2 separate regions of the Mus musculus genome follow, and region 2 is linked to region 1. Evidence: chromatin contacts called from public Hi-C data. All regions are on one chromosome and are shown on one strand. The core of a region is the stretch at or near the end of the contact, and the rest is flanking DNA. Distances in the headings are between cores, read along the strand shown. Region 1 has its middle 31 kb from the start of Gm38789. Region 2 has its middle 67 kb from the start of Gm38790.

Region 1 (6,602 bases), core at 2,781-5,280:
ATAATTGTTTATTCTATGAAGAAGACATTTCTTTTTTAAGATTTATTTATTTATTTTATGTATGTGAGTACACTGTAGCTGTACAGATGGTTGTGAGCCTTCACGAGGTTGTTGGGAATTGAATTTTTAGGACCTGTGCTCGCTCTAGTCGTTCCTGCTCTCTTTGGTCGGCCCTGCTCGCTCAGTCCCTGCTCCCTCCTTCCTAAAGATTTATTTTTTTATTGTACATAAGTACACTGTAGCTGTCTTCAGACACGCCAGAAGAAGGCATCAGATCTCATTATGGGTGGTCGAGAGTCACCATGTGGTTGCTGGGATTTGAACTCAGGACCTTTGGAAAAGCAGTCAGTGCTCTTACCCGCTGAGCCATCTAGCAAGCTCTGAAGGAAACATTTCTGACTTGCAACTTCCAAGGTACCATCTTCATATCCAGGTTTGGGGCAGGGGTGTGTGTGTGTGTGTGTGTGTGTGTGTGTGTGTGTAGAATCACATTATTATACAGACTAGTACTTGCTTCCTTTCCTCGGTCCCCTCTGGCCTTAGAGAGTAGGAAAGAAGAGAGCACACTCTTTAGTGACTGCTCCTGTAGCTCTGAGCTGACCACTCCACAAGATTGTCTAGATTCCCCACCCTTGGCTTTCCCCCATGGAAACTGACACTGGAGCATGAGAACACTGTGACCCATGTCACGTCTGATTATGACTAGTCTCAGTTCTAAAACAGGCAAGCTTAGCATGTTCTAGAGTTACCAACAAGGCTAAGATGAGGGCTAAGTAGGAACTGGGCAGATGAGTAGACTCTGCTAGTGTAGGTGGGGTGGCTGGCAAGGGACCTGTTCCCAGCTGGAAGGGGCCAGTGCTTGGAATACACCCAAGTGTGTGAACAGGCTGAAGCGCTAGGGCAGTGGTTCTCAACCTGTGGGTCACAGCCCCCTTGGGGATTGCATATCAGATATTTATGTTATTATTCATAACAATAGCAAAATTACAGTTATGAAGTAGGAACAAAATAATGTTATGGCTGAGAGGTCAGCACGAGATGAGGAGCTGCATTACAGGGCCACAGCTTTAGAACGGTTGAGAACCACTGCTCTAGGGAGTAGCAGAAGACGGACTGGACAACCAGGACAGGACAGAGCATAGCCAATAAAACATCAGACTGAGTTTAAGCTCAGCCCCAAAGGCCATGCAGAGCTACCATATCCTTGAGCAAGGGACAGAAAGTTTAGGAAGGAGCTAGTGTTTGAAGGAAATAAGTTTAGCTGTGCCTGGCAGGATGGAGTGGGCTGGATACAAGGAACGCTTTCATATCATCAATATTGGTGCAATAATCAAGCCACCATAGCCCTGGATGGTAAACTTGAGTTTCACATAGACAGATGTGCCATGCATGATAGCCCCCAAATCTAGAATTGTGCCTCCCATACAGTAGTTGCTCACTGTGTTAACTAAATAAAGCTTAGTTAGTAATGGAGCCATCGAGGCTCACAGTGTCCCTTCCCCTATTCTTAGAGATCTTTCTCCACCACACATACTACACAGCCATGATTTCCTGCTTGCTTTTACACTAAAATGAGTCATCAAACCCTCTCAATACTATCGCAGTCCTCTCCCACTAGCCAGGACAGGAAGAGGAGGGAGGGGGCCGACTTGATGCCATCCAGAGTCTCAACAGTAAGACTGGCCTTTATGGTGTTCCAATCCAATGCCATAGGCCAGAAATAATGACCAGCATTTGGAATCCCAGCTCTACACTAGGCCAAGACAGAAGGATTGGGAGCCCAAGGCCGTCCTAGATACCATGACAAGACCCCCTTCCTCAAAACAAAGAGCAATCTCAATGCCAGCTTCAGCACGTATGGTCACAGTGTTGCTACCCAACAGCCACCGCAGCACTACGGGGTCCTTCAACTGTAAACAGTTACTTTTGTTCATGAGCTGAAGGATGGGTTGCTCCACGCTGCTGATCTGAGCAGCCCCACTCCTGTTTCTAGTCATCACTGTGTCCTTGCAAAGTCACCTCTATGCTGATCCGGTTTGGTGACCACACCAGACTCTGGGTCACCGAGTCAGGGTAGACTGGGACAGAGCATTACAGGGCAAAAGGTGAGATTTACAGAAGCCATTCCTGGGCCACTGATGGTGTCAGTCTTCTACAGACACTGAAAGGGAAAAGGCTATAAGAGACTGAAATGCCAAAAGCAGATCAAGATCGTGAATTGAGAAGGGGAACTTCATGGTAGAATTAGGAAAGGGTTGGTAGAACTGGTCATCAGAGAAGGCAGCCTTTCGCAGAAGGATGTATGTGTTACTAGTGGACCTAGTGACTTATTCTCAAAGTGCCCATGCCTGAAAACACTTGGACAGAGAATGGCTGAAAGCCTCCCTGTTTTCTTCTTCACTGTCAACAACCACAAATACTTTATTTCCCATGCCATTTTCCTTCGGCATTCAAACACAATCTGATCACCTTGTATAAACACACACTTGACCTTATGTGCCTCTCCAGATACCGACATTCTCTATTTTATTTAGAGAATGCAAACAAAAAAGAAAAACAAAAAAAGGGAGGAAAAGATATTGGTGTCCTGACATGGTTGTTTCCTTCAAAGCAGTTCGGGGCCATGACCGTCTGGGGAGGATGTTGGCCTTGCCACAGTTTGTGAGGCTAAAAGATGAAGCCACTGTGCAATATGCTACTCTTGATTCAGGTGTGGAATAAAAAACAATCCCAGCAGCTCGCAGCCTGCTCAGAACTGAGCAGGAAGAACAGCACTGCTTCAACCGAAAACCCCATAGCCCACTTTCCAATCCTCGTACCTATAAAAGCAGGGTACAAAGAGCATAGCTGAGGGGCTCAGGGAGGGCTCCCGGCTTCCTGGGGAGGGGACTGGATCTGTAGCGTTGGGTGCCGCAGAGGAAATGTCCAGGAACCCAGGCCATTGGCGTCTGAGGAAAATGGAAGCCCCTAAGCAAAGGTATGCGGCCTGGGAAGACTGTCAAAGCAGGGCTGAATATGTATGAGCAGAAGAGGAAACTGAGGCACCACCAGTAGCAGCTGAACCAGTAGGTAACCATGGAAGTGCAAGCTACAGGGCCATCAGCCAACCCAGCCTAGGTTGGGTGCTGGTATGGGGCGGCGCTTAAGGGAGGGAAAGTTAGTGTGTGTGACCAAAGTGGTTTGAAAGAGAAAGCTTGTGTTTGGGCCAAGACCCACTCCAGAAAATGCCAATGACCTAAAGTGGGTAGACAGGCGCTCAAATCTGTACCAAGCTGCCAGGGTGGCAAGCTTCCTCTTTACAGCCCTTAGAATTCACAGGGTTTTACTGTCAGTGTGGATCAGTGGTGTGTAGATGATGTGGAAAGTGTCCCAAGCAGGAGGGACAAGGCAGTCCAAGAACTCAGCATCTATAAAGGAGTCTCAGCCATCTCCTATGTCTTCCATCTGGACCATGAAGAGCGATTTGGTCACATCCTAGAGCTTCAGGGTCAATCTTAATATCCCCCCAACACCCTTAGTCTCCAAACACAAGACTCCCGGCTGAGCTGGGTGTATTTCTACTCCCTTCCCCTCCCCTACACTGGCAATAATTAATGCTGACACAAATGGCCACAGAAGACACATTCCTAAGGCTGTGGACCACTGATTTTGACCTTAATGTTGCTCTTCTCAAGCTAACTGCCCAAATGCAATGGATTAGAGCAGGCAAACAGAAGCCAGCCCTCAGGCAGCTGGCTCAACGTTTAGTACCTCTCCCCTTTCGCAAGTTTCCTTTCTCCTGGGAAGAGAGTGCCATCTAGTGGGCAATTAGTGAACTTACATATGCCACTCCACTTTTTTCCGTTCTTCCTTTCTTTTTTAAGTTATTTTATTTATTTATATTCCAGTCGTTGACCTCCTCCCCCACCCCCCCGTCCCTCCGACCCACCATTCCTCATCCTATTCCTCCTCCCACTTGCCTCCCAGAGGGTGCTCCCAACCTCCAGCAGGCCTCCCCCTTCCCTGGGTCCTCAAGTCTCTTGGAGGAGTAAGTGCATCTTCTCCCACTGAGGCCAGACCAGGCAGACCTCCGCTGTATATGTGCCAGGGGCCTCAGACCTGGCTGTGTATGCTCCTGGTTGGTGGCTCCGTCTCTGGGAGCTCCCTGGGTTCTGTGTTAGTCGAGTCTGCTGGTCTTCCTATGAGGTCGCCCTCCCTTTCAGATTCTTCAATCTTTCCTTTAATTCAACCTTAATTCAGTCCAATGGTTGGGTGTAATTATCTGCCTCTGTCTCGATCAGCTGCTGGTAGAGCCTCTCAGAAGACAGGTATGCCAGGCATATGCAAAGACCTGATTTCATCCTTGAAGCGACTCTGTAACCATCTACTACCAGTAGTTAAGAGCACTGGCTGCTCTTCCAGAGGACCTGGGCACAATTCCTCAGCACCCTCATGACTCTATACAACTATCTAGAACTCCAGTTCCAGGGGATCTGTAGGCACCAGGCATGTATGTGGTGTACAGAAATACATTCAGGCAAAATAACCATACACACACACACACACACACACACAAATAATAAGTAATAGTAGTAGTAATAATAATAGGAATAATAATAACAGCAACAATAATATTTTTTTAATTAAAGAAAGGGGAACTGGGTGGAATTGTTTTCTTTCCGCTGTGTGTGGTATAATAAATGTGCTTCCATCCACCCAGAAATGCAACTCCTTGCCCATTGCAAGGACAGCATGTGGGCCCTGCCTGAGGAGGGAAGGAGGGAGTTCCTAAGCTGAGAGAGTCAGCAAGCTGGAACACTCAAGGCTGAGAAAGACAAGTTAAGGGTTTTGACAGATAGGAGGCACTGTTCTGCTAGAGACTGAAGAGGGTGACCCAAGGGCGCCACCTGCTGCCGGCAACCAGCGCGAGGCCCCTCCCGCTTTCACTATGGGTCGCTCTGGTTCCCTTGTTTGCTTTGCTCTGATTCGATGTTCAAAGGCAGTGGGGGGTTGTTGATGTTTTGGATGAAGAATGGGCCTTCTGAGAAACAGAATTCTTCCAGCCTAGACTGTAAGGGATCGCGAACAGGGAAGCAACGTTCGGGGTATGCCCCCTTAGCAAGAAACCATGTGAATTTTTTTTTTCTTTTTCTGGTTTTCTTTGTGACTGTGCTGGAGCTCCAACCCAGAGCTTTGTGCTCTTGCACTCAACCACCGAGCCACACTCCCAGCTCCTTGCTTTTTAAGACAGAGCCTCATTATGTAGCTGAAGACGGGAGACAGAGGCAGGGGGTGGCAGGTTACAGAACCTAACAGCTGGCTAGACCATGTCATGTTAATCAATCTCAGCCTGACAAAGGCAATGTATTTTCTTTGGAGTCATCTAGGTGAGAGGAGGCAGATAGCTCAGAGACCCCAATCCTTTCTCTGTCTACTGTCCCTGAGAGGCAATGAAGACTAAAGCTTGCAAAACAGTCTGCCTTGAGTATAGTTCTGCATGCGTATGCCAAACCTCGGGCCAGATGTGCTAGCTCCTGGCTGGTCATCATCACCTTTTCAAAGATAGGTACGTTTTTAGCCAGCCTACTTATAGCAGTGCTAATTGTGGGCCACAAGCTTTCCAATATAGTAGCAGGCAGGGTGAGTAATGGGATTTTGATCTTAAGAAGGCTAAGTTTCCACATCTAAGTAGCTGTGGTATGCTGGAACAAAGAACTTATTTTTGCCTTCCAAGGTAAGCCAGAGCCAAGAAAGCAGACTGCTGGGGGCTATGCAAGTTGACACATGCTCCTTAGCCCAGAAGCTAGAAAGGGCAGAGCGGTCATTCGGGGAGGTGAGTGTTGACCCTGCCACCTATCCTCACTTCATTAGGCTGGGATGAGTCTCTCACCAGAGTCTCTACTGCTCTCAGAGATACTGGGGCTGTTGACATTGGCCCGAAACCACCCACAGACTCCTCGGCCTTGCGACTTTCCTTTCTACAAATGCCAGGATTCCCTGTGTTTGCTGAGTTTTCTGTTTCTTGTCCAAAAGCTTGGGTGTCTGTGTGCTAAATACACACATATGCCGGATTCTCTCTGGGGCCAAATGTTTGGATGACACAACACTGGGAAAGAACATCCACACGGTTGAGTTTTTCCCTTAGATAGCTATTTGGCGCTGGGTAAAGATGGTTACTTTTTAATAATAAACCCTCTAAGAATGGCCAGGCTGGCTAGTGGCAGGATGGTGCTACACAGAAACTACTTCCTATTTCTCAAGCTGGTGAACATTGTCACAGGTTCTGTTCTGAGGTTCTTCATTCCAGAGAGTCACAGGAGGTAGAGCCCTATGGCCAGCGTAAGAATGCAGCTGCAGGGCTGAGGTCAGCTCAGGTTGACCTGATGCCACCAAAGGAGAAGGAGATCAAAGGAAGAGTAAACTGTAAAGAGCATTTAAAGCGAAGCCAGGGAGACCCAGATCCTACTGCCCAAAGTACAGCCAACGCAGTTAAAGATCAAGGAATAATCACTCAAAGATGCTAAGAAGGATAGATTCCAAGATGGTTCCTGTGACTGGGGCTAAAGTGCTGGGCCTTGGCCACAGCAGACCCACTACAGTGCTGGTCAGAAGACCCAGCTGTA
Region 2 (7,058 bases), core at 4,539-7,038, 680 kb before region 1:
GTTGGGGTCACCACAACATAAGAAACTGTACTAAAGGGTCACAACTCTAGGAAGGTTGAGAACTACCGTTTTAACTATAATTGAGTAATTTTAGTCAAGTTTTATTTTAGAAAAACATGTCACCAATAGTTGGGACAGAAGGTAATGACACAAAGTGGGAACCCACAGTAATAGAGAAAACAAGAAATTATGAAAACCTCTTCAAGTAAGTAGTAGGAAGTCAAGTCTAAAGATATGACTCTCCAGGGCAGGACCCATGCCCAGTAGCTGACCAACACAAAATGAACCTTATGGATTTTTATTTGTTTGTTTGTTTGTTTGTTTGTTTGTTTTCTTTCCTTCTTGGCATTCTTTTGTCTTATTGGTCTTTTCCTCATTTGCTTTGCTTTTCTGTTTTGAATTTTTGTTTTTTAAAATATAGTATGAGAGCAAACAAATGTGACGTTTGGTGGATACCTTCTATGAAGAGGGGGAGGGGAAAATATTCAAAATATATTGTAAAGAATTTAATAAAAAATAGCCAGTATTCACACACATACACACGTGCACACACATGTAAAGCAGAGTAGTAAATTACCTCAACAACAACAACAAAAGTCAGAACTGACTCTCAGGGTGTGAAGAGATAGTGAGATCAGCATCACATGAAACTGCCTGATACCACCAGTCTTCTCAGCTTTGACTCCAAACACTTCAATCAGAAACTCTGGGCTTAAACGTGTATGCCATAGACTTCCAGGGTACTACAGATGCAGGCCATGATTCAGAACAACTAAAGCAAAATACAGAACCTGATTTGGTTTTGTACTTTTTAGATTTATGCATATTGTATGCATCAGGTATTCCTACCTTCAATACTCTACACTCTGAATGTGTAACTTATATCTGAACCTGTCTCTAAGTCAATATTTGCCTGGATCTCTTCTCATACTTATAAATGTACATGGGAGCTAGCCTGTTTCTAATGTGTGCCCCATATAACCTCGGGACGTTTGTATTCCACCAAGCAAGTGCAAGCAGGACAAGTGGCATATCTACTAAGTGCTTATTTCTGAAATGCTTCAGATAATGGTTTCAGAGTGAGTGATTCAGTACCTAATAATAACACTGTATTACCTCATGAATCCAATTTAGTCTAAATTTGTAAGAATGATCAAGTGGTTTCATACTTGTCAGTACAGAGATTTAAAAACCAAACAAACCAGAGTAGAAGAAGGTCAAAGCTCAGCTATGGAGTAGCTTCATTTTCTACCTGTCCTCTTCCATTGACAAATCCATCTTTCAGTGCTTAGACCTAACTCTCTTCTATTCTCTGCTAGGCTCATAACACCTTTTCCTTTTGAAGCACATAAACACAACTATCCATACACATTGTCATCGTTGGTGAAAATTTCAGACATCACATGACATCTGGAGCATAAACTTCTCTGTGTGTCTTTCCATAGGCTTTGTTATAGAACTCAAACTCCTAAACAAGGTTTATTCTAGAATGACAAAATAGTTTATTTTCTTCAAGTAATTTGAGGATGAAAAGGGGAACTAGTGGCAATTATAGGAGGATAATTAGGTAAGCTGAGACTGCTCCAGGAAAATGGAGATACACACCAGCCACCTTCTCCACATGGCAGTTAGTAACTGGCTCCTAGTTACATGTTAGCATTGCACTAATAAACACACTTAATGCCACAGTTTGGGTGTTCCTCAAAGGCCCTTATGCTGAATTTCTAGTTCTGCAGTGTGAAGGTGATAGAACCATCAAGAGGAGACATCAGTGGAAGAGTCATAGGGTTCCACTCTCATGGTTGCAGTGGGATTGGGTTCAATTTTGTGGATGTGGATTTGTTTCTACAACATCAGGTTGTTCGTGAAATAATAAACTTCCCCATCTCTTTATTTTTTTTTCTCTAGGATGTGAAGATGTGTTCATGGTGCCCTCCCCAGAACTGAGCAGTTGCTGGCCTCATGTTCTTGGACCTTGGCGTAGTTTGAGTGAGAAGTGTCCTCCATAAATTTATTTATTTGGTCCTTGGGTGGTGCCGTTGTTTGGGAGGGTTGTGAATCCTTTCGGAGGTGGAGGCTTGGTCAGAGGAGTATCTCAATGGAAGCAAGCTTTGAGGTGGTGTATCATCTCCTTACTTCCTATTTGTCTCTCTCTCTCTCTCTCTCTCTCTCTCTCTCTCTCTCTGTGTGTGTGTGTGTGTGTGTGTGTGTGTGTGTATCTGTGTGTCTGTATCTGTGTCTGTCTGTGTGTTTCTACGTCTGTATGTGCCAGTTCTGTCTGTATCTGTCTGTGTTTGTCTATGTGTATATTTCCTTCTTGTGTGTGGATGGAAATGTGATTAAAGAGCTTCCTGTTTTGCTGCCCATCCTTCCTACCATGATGTCTCTATCCTTCTAAAATCATACATCTGCTCCCCTAAACTACTGGTCATATAATCTTATCAAAGCAACAGAAAAGTGCTAATACAAACCTAGAGCTGGAAAATATATACATTTGTTTTCATTATAGATTATCTAGCATCAATTATTTTGTTACAACAATATCATATACTAAGGTAGTTGCATCGTTGCTAATTAGCACAAAGACTGCCTGTGTTTCATTGCTTCTTCTATTTTAAAAATGAGAAAGCATGAAGGAATTAAGTGATCTTCAGAACTTTTACAAACATTAAACAGTGAGAATCAAAGGCCAAATCTTGATTTCCTTGGCTTCTACTTCTAATCTTTTTCTTGGGTGGGGAATTTCCTTCCAAACACATAAATTTCTATACAGAACAGCGACCTATACCAATCTCCATGTTAACCCAAATGTTTTCCATTTGCATTTGTAAAACTTTTTAATATAGGAACAGAAAAGTGGTTTCTTCCGTCATTCATTCACTTTAAAAGGAATTATGTGAGGAAATGGCTTAACTGTTCTTTATGAAACACAAATTTTAAACCAAAGATATTGAGTGCTTTCACATATAAATCATCTGTAAACACTAAACGTGCACCTTCAGTTTTTAATTAAATGCCAAAAGACACTTAGCAATTAGGTCATAGGAGAAGAACCAATGAGTATCATGTATAGTAAATTTTGCTTCTGTGAGTTGGCAGGTACAAAAATATCAAAGTATAACCATGAAAACCAAGCCTGTTTTATTGAAGTTGGAGAACACATTCTGAATTCCAGAAGTAGATGCTTCAGAACACCAATTCTATGCATAACCTGAGTTATTACACTATGACATCTCAAGTACCTGCTAAGTACCAAATTATAGTGGGACTTCATGAGCTTCTAACCAACCTCACTCATTTACCATTTCAGTAGGAAACTATCAGACAGCCACCAGCTCTTTGTATTGTCTAGTAACTGGAGTCTTTCCTTTAAGGCAGAAGAAGAACAAATACCTAAGAAAAGAATGTGCAGCTTAAATACTAACCTTAGAAGAAAAACCATTGTCCTTTACCCACCATAACTACAAAACTTGTTCCCACAAAGATGTTCCCTGAACAGACAAGATAAATGGAAGCTTAATGCTGAACCCATCTTTTACATTCCTGAAGCTTCTGCTTGTGGTAGTAGTCAAAATAATGTCCTTATCGCTTTCCACCTGTATTCTCACTACTGAAATCTTTATAGTGTCAGTAAACTAAGAATAACTAGGTTTGTATATTATTCTCCTTCAGCCACTACTGTAGAACATCACAGGCACTGGCTTAAACAATGGACATTTGTTTCTCATAGTTCTGATACATGGGAGTCCAATATGGAAGGCACAGTGCTTAGTTTGTGGTGGGAGCCTTCTTCCTAATATACAGACAACCACTTATCCCTGTGTTGTTGCTTTGTAGTCAAGAAGTAAAATACATTTCCCCTTCATCTCTTCATTTAAGGGTACAAACCTTAGCATAAAGAGCTCGTCTTAGCCTCCCCTAAACCTACTTTCTGAAGATCTCACCTTCAGTTATCATCACATCAAGAGTTTAAATCTTCTGTGCATGAATTTTGCAGGAGTGGGCACTACAGTAGGGTCCTAAGAGTAATATCAGATCCACTCTTTTGCTTGAGTATGTAACTACCCACCCAAATGACACACTTTCCCATATTATACATGCTGTAAACCTCACTGGCATGATAAGGTCTAGCTGTCTCATACTGTATTTATCATGTTGTTTGGTTTATAAACCCAAAGTCAGGCCCTCTATCCTGGTTCTTATTTCAATAAAGGAAAAATTCAGAGCATATTACATTTTTATAGTAAAATGTGGATCTACTGACACTCATTCCCTTTCTAACACATTATTAATTTTTCAGACATAAGTTCTGAACATTTAGATACTTTGAGGGTTATTTTCCTTCCCTAAAACTTTGTGTATGCCTATGTGTGTATGTGTGTAGGGGGGTGCGCATGTGTGCACATGTATGTGTGTGCATGTGTGCATATACGTGCACATGTTTGTGAGTGTGAGTGTGTGCATGTGTATGTGTGCACATGTGCTATGCACATCAGCATGTTTGTATGTGTGCGTGTGTGTGTGTTTGTGTGTGTGTGTGTGTGTGTATTAGAAGTGAAACTAGTGACAGTGTTTTCTCTATAAAGGAATCTAGATGTGGCTAGCATTCCACACACAATTCCCAATGCTCAAGCCACGGTGAAGCACGAGTCTGACTCTCATATAACACATCCTCCACAACACATGCTTCTACCCCAGAAGGCTACATCTGACTCACCAATATTCAAAGATAAGGTCACTGAAAGAAAAAAAGAAACAACTAAATAAGCCTCATGTCCTTCAAAGAAAAGACACAGACATCAGGAAGAATTCAAAAGGGTCAGTCATGAGATATGGAGGCACCCAGCTGGAAATCACAGAAAACTGACTCATCAAGAAAAACACAGCAGAAGAGTTCCAGGGCTGGTTCATTTACAAGCCACAAATCAAAGTCCCTGTTTTCTCTAACAGAAGTGATTCCTGTGTGATCAGTAGGCAACAAGCAGAGTTCTAGCTCTCTTCTCTACTCAGACAAGACAGGGTCAGGACAGAGAAGAAGGACTTGTTTTCTTTCTCTGACGTCTTCCATATGGATAGGAAGTTCTATGTTCTAAATTATTCTTGCATCTCAGAAGCCAGCCTATTCCCCCTAAAACAAATGACTGCAAGAGGCAATGGCGTTAATCTGAGTTGCCTAGGATAATCAGGTTTTCAAATGAGCACAGTGGAGAATCAGGACTCAACTAACATGAAAAGGGCTAAGCTTGTATCTCAGGCATTGGTCACTTCAGTGTCTGTCCACTTAACAGTTAACATTAGTGGTTAATCCAAGAATATATTCTTCATCATAAACCTAGTTTCACTCCTCATTCCCGTAAACTGTCTCTCTCCTTTCTAATATGTACCTGGAGACTACAAGACAGGAAACAGTGACTAAAAGACATCTGGGATATTATCTATTGCATCTGCATGCTGGGATAAGAAGACAAAGATCATTTAATTCAATTATGTAAATCCTTCCCCAAATGGTTAGTGCTCTGGTTTCCTTTCACAAATGGATGAGGTGAACAAATAAATCACAGGACTACTCCAATACTGCTCCTTGCCAATCAATGCAAAGGGGCAAATAGAGAGCAGTGACTTTAATACAATTTCAGCAAGATGTTGTCTGGGCAGCCGGTGTGGAGCTCTAAATTAGATGTGCTCTGCCAACATGAGAGAATCATTTTGCTTTTTTTTTCTTTCTTTTTGACATCCCTTTTACTGCGAATGTTTATGTAGCATATACACAGCTATTCAAGAAGTGTTGGCCGCCGTGATCTTCATATTAATCAGATGAGAATCACAGAAGAATGCTAAGATGGATTCTGTGCTCAGCTCACGTGAAGAAAGACTATTACATCATCATCAGGCCACTGGAGTATTTTCTTCCAACATTTCAGTGTCTGTGGACCATATTAATTAATTTTAAGTTTTATCCCTTTTCCATTGTCTTAGCTGTGATAAATCAGGACAAGCTGAACATTTTTTCAGGTGCTTCTCTGCCATTCGGTATTCCTCAGGTGAGAATTCTTTGTTCAGTTCTGAGCCCCATTTTTTAAGGGGGTTATTTGATTTTCTGAGGTCCACCTTCTTGAGTTCTTTATATATGTTGGATATTAGTCCCCTATCTGATTTAGGATAGGTAAAGATCCTTTCCCAGTCTGTTGGTGGTCTTTTTGTCTTATAGACAGTGTCTTTTGCCTTGCAGAAACTTTGGAGTTTCATTAGGTCCCATTTGTCAATTCTCGATCTTACAGCACAAGCCATTGCTGTTCTGTTCAGGAATTTTTCCCCTGTGCCCATATCTTCAAGGCTTTTCCCCACTTTCTCCTCTATAAGTTTCAGTGTCTCTGGTTTTATGTGAAGTTCCTTGATCCACTTAGATTTGACCTTAGTACAAGGAGATAAGTATGGATCGATTCGCATTCTTCTACATGATAACAACCAGTTGTGCCAGCACCAATTGTTGAAAATGCTGTCTTTCTTCCACTGGATGGTTTTGGCTCCCTTGTCGAAGATCAAGTGACCATAGGTGTGTGGGTTCATTTCTGGGTCTTCAATTCTATTCCATTGGTCCACTTGTCTGTCTCTATACCAGTACCATGCAGTTTTTATCACAATTGCTCTGTAGTAAAGCTTTAGGTCAGGCATGGTGATTCCACCAGAGGTTCTTTTATCCTTGAGAAGAGTTTTTGCTATCCTAGGTTTTTTGTTATTCCAGATGAATTTGCAAATTGCTCCTTCTAATTCGTTGAAGAATTGAGTTGGAATTTTGATGGGGATTGCATTGAATCTGTAGATTGCTTTTGGCAAGATAGCCATTTTTACAATATTGTTCCTGCCAATCCATGAGCATGGGAGATCTTTCCATCTTCTGAGATCTTCTTTAATTTCTTTCTTCAGAGACTTGAAGTTTTTATCATACAGATCTTTCACTTCCTTAGTTAGAGTCACGCCGAGATATTTTATATTATTTGTGACTATTGAGAAGGGTGTTGTTTCCCTAATTTCTTTCTCAGCCTGTTTATTCTTTGTGT

The links. A called contact is a pair of places that touch in the nucleus more often than the background predicts.
Region 2: a Hi-C map of the N1E-115 cell line shows a contact between it and region 1, with 10 times the contacts expected there. The contact joins two enhancer-like sites. A contact is called at or near these places in 2 of 484 Hi-C or Micro-C datasets (the N1E-115 cell line and cerebral cortex).

What each region holds. Positions count from the first base shown.
Region 1 is chr6:35,378,344-35,384,945 of GRCm38.p6, reverse strand. No RefSeq gene overlaps it. Among named protein-coding and RNA genes, the nearest start is that of Gm38789, 31 kb to the left of the region's middle. Within about 2 kb of position 4,030, at least 83 of the 459 cell types and tissues checked have an H3K27ac peak or open chromatin away from gene starts, as enhancers often do. A contact at or near this core is called in the N1E-115 cell line, where this site is marked.
Region 2 is chr6:36,062,906-36,069,963 of GRCm38.p6, reverse strand. No RefSeq gene overlaps it. Among named protein-coding and RNA genes, the nearest start is that of Gm38790, 67 kb to the right of the region's middle. Within about 2 kb of position 5,788, at least 4 of the 459 cell types and tissues checked have an H3K27ac peak or open chromatin away from gene starts, as enhancers often do. A contact at or near this core is called in the N1E-115 cell line, where this site is marked.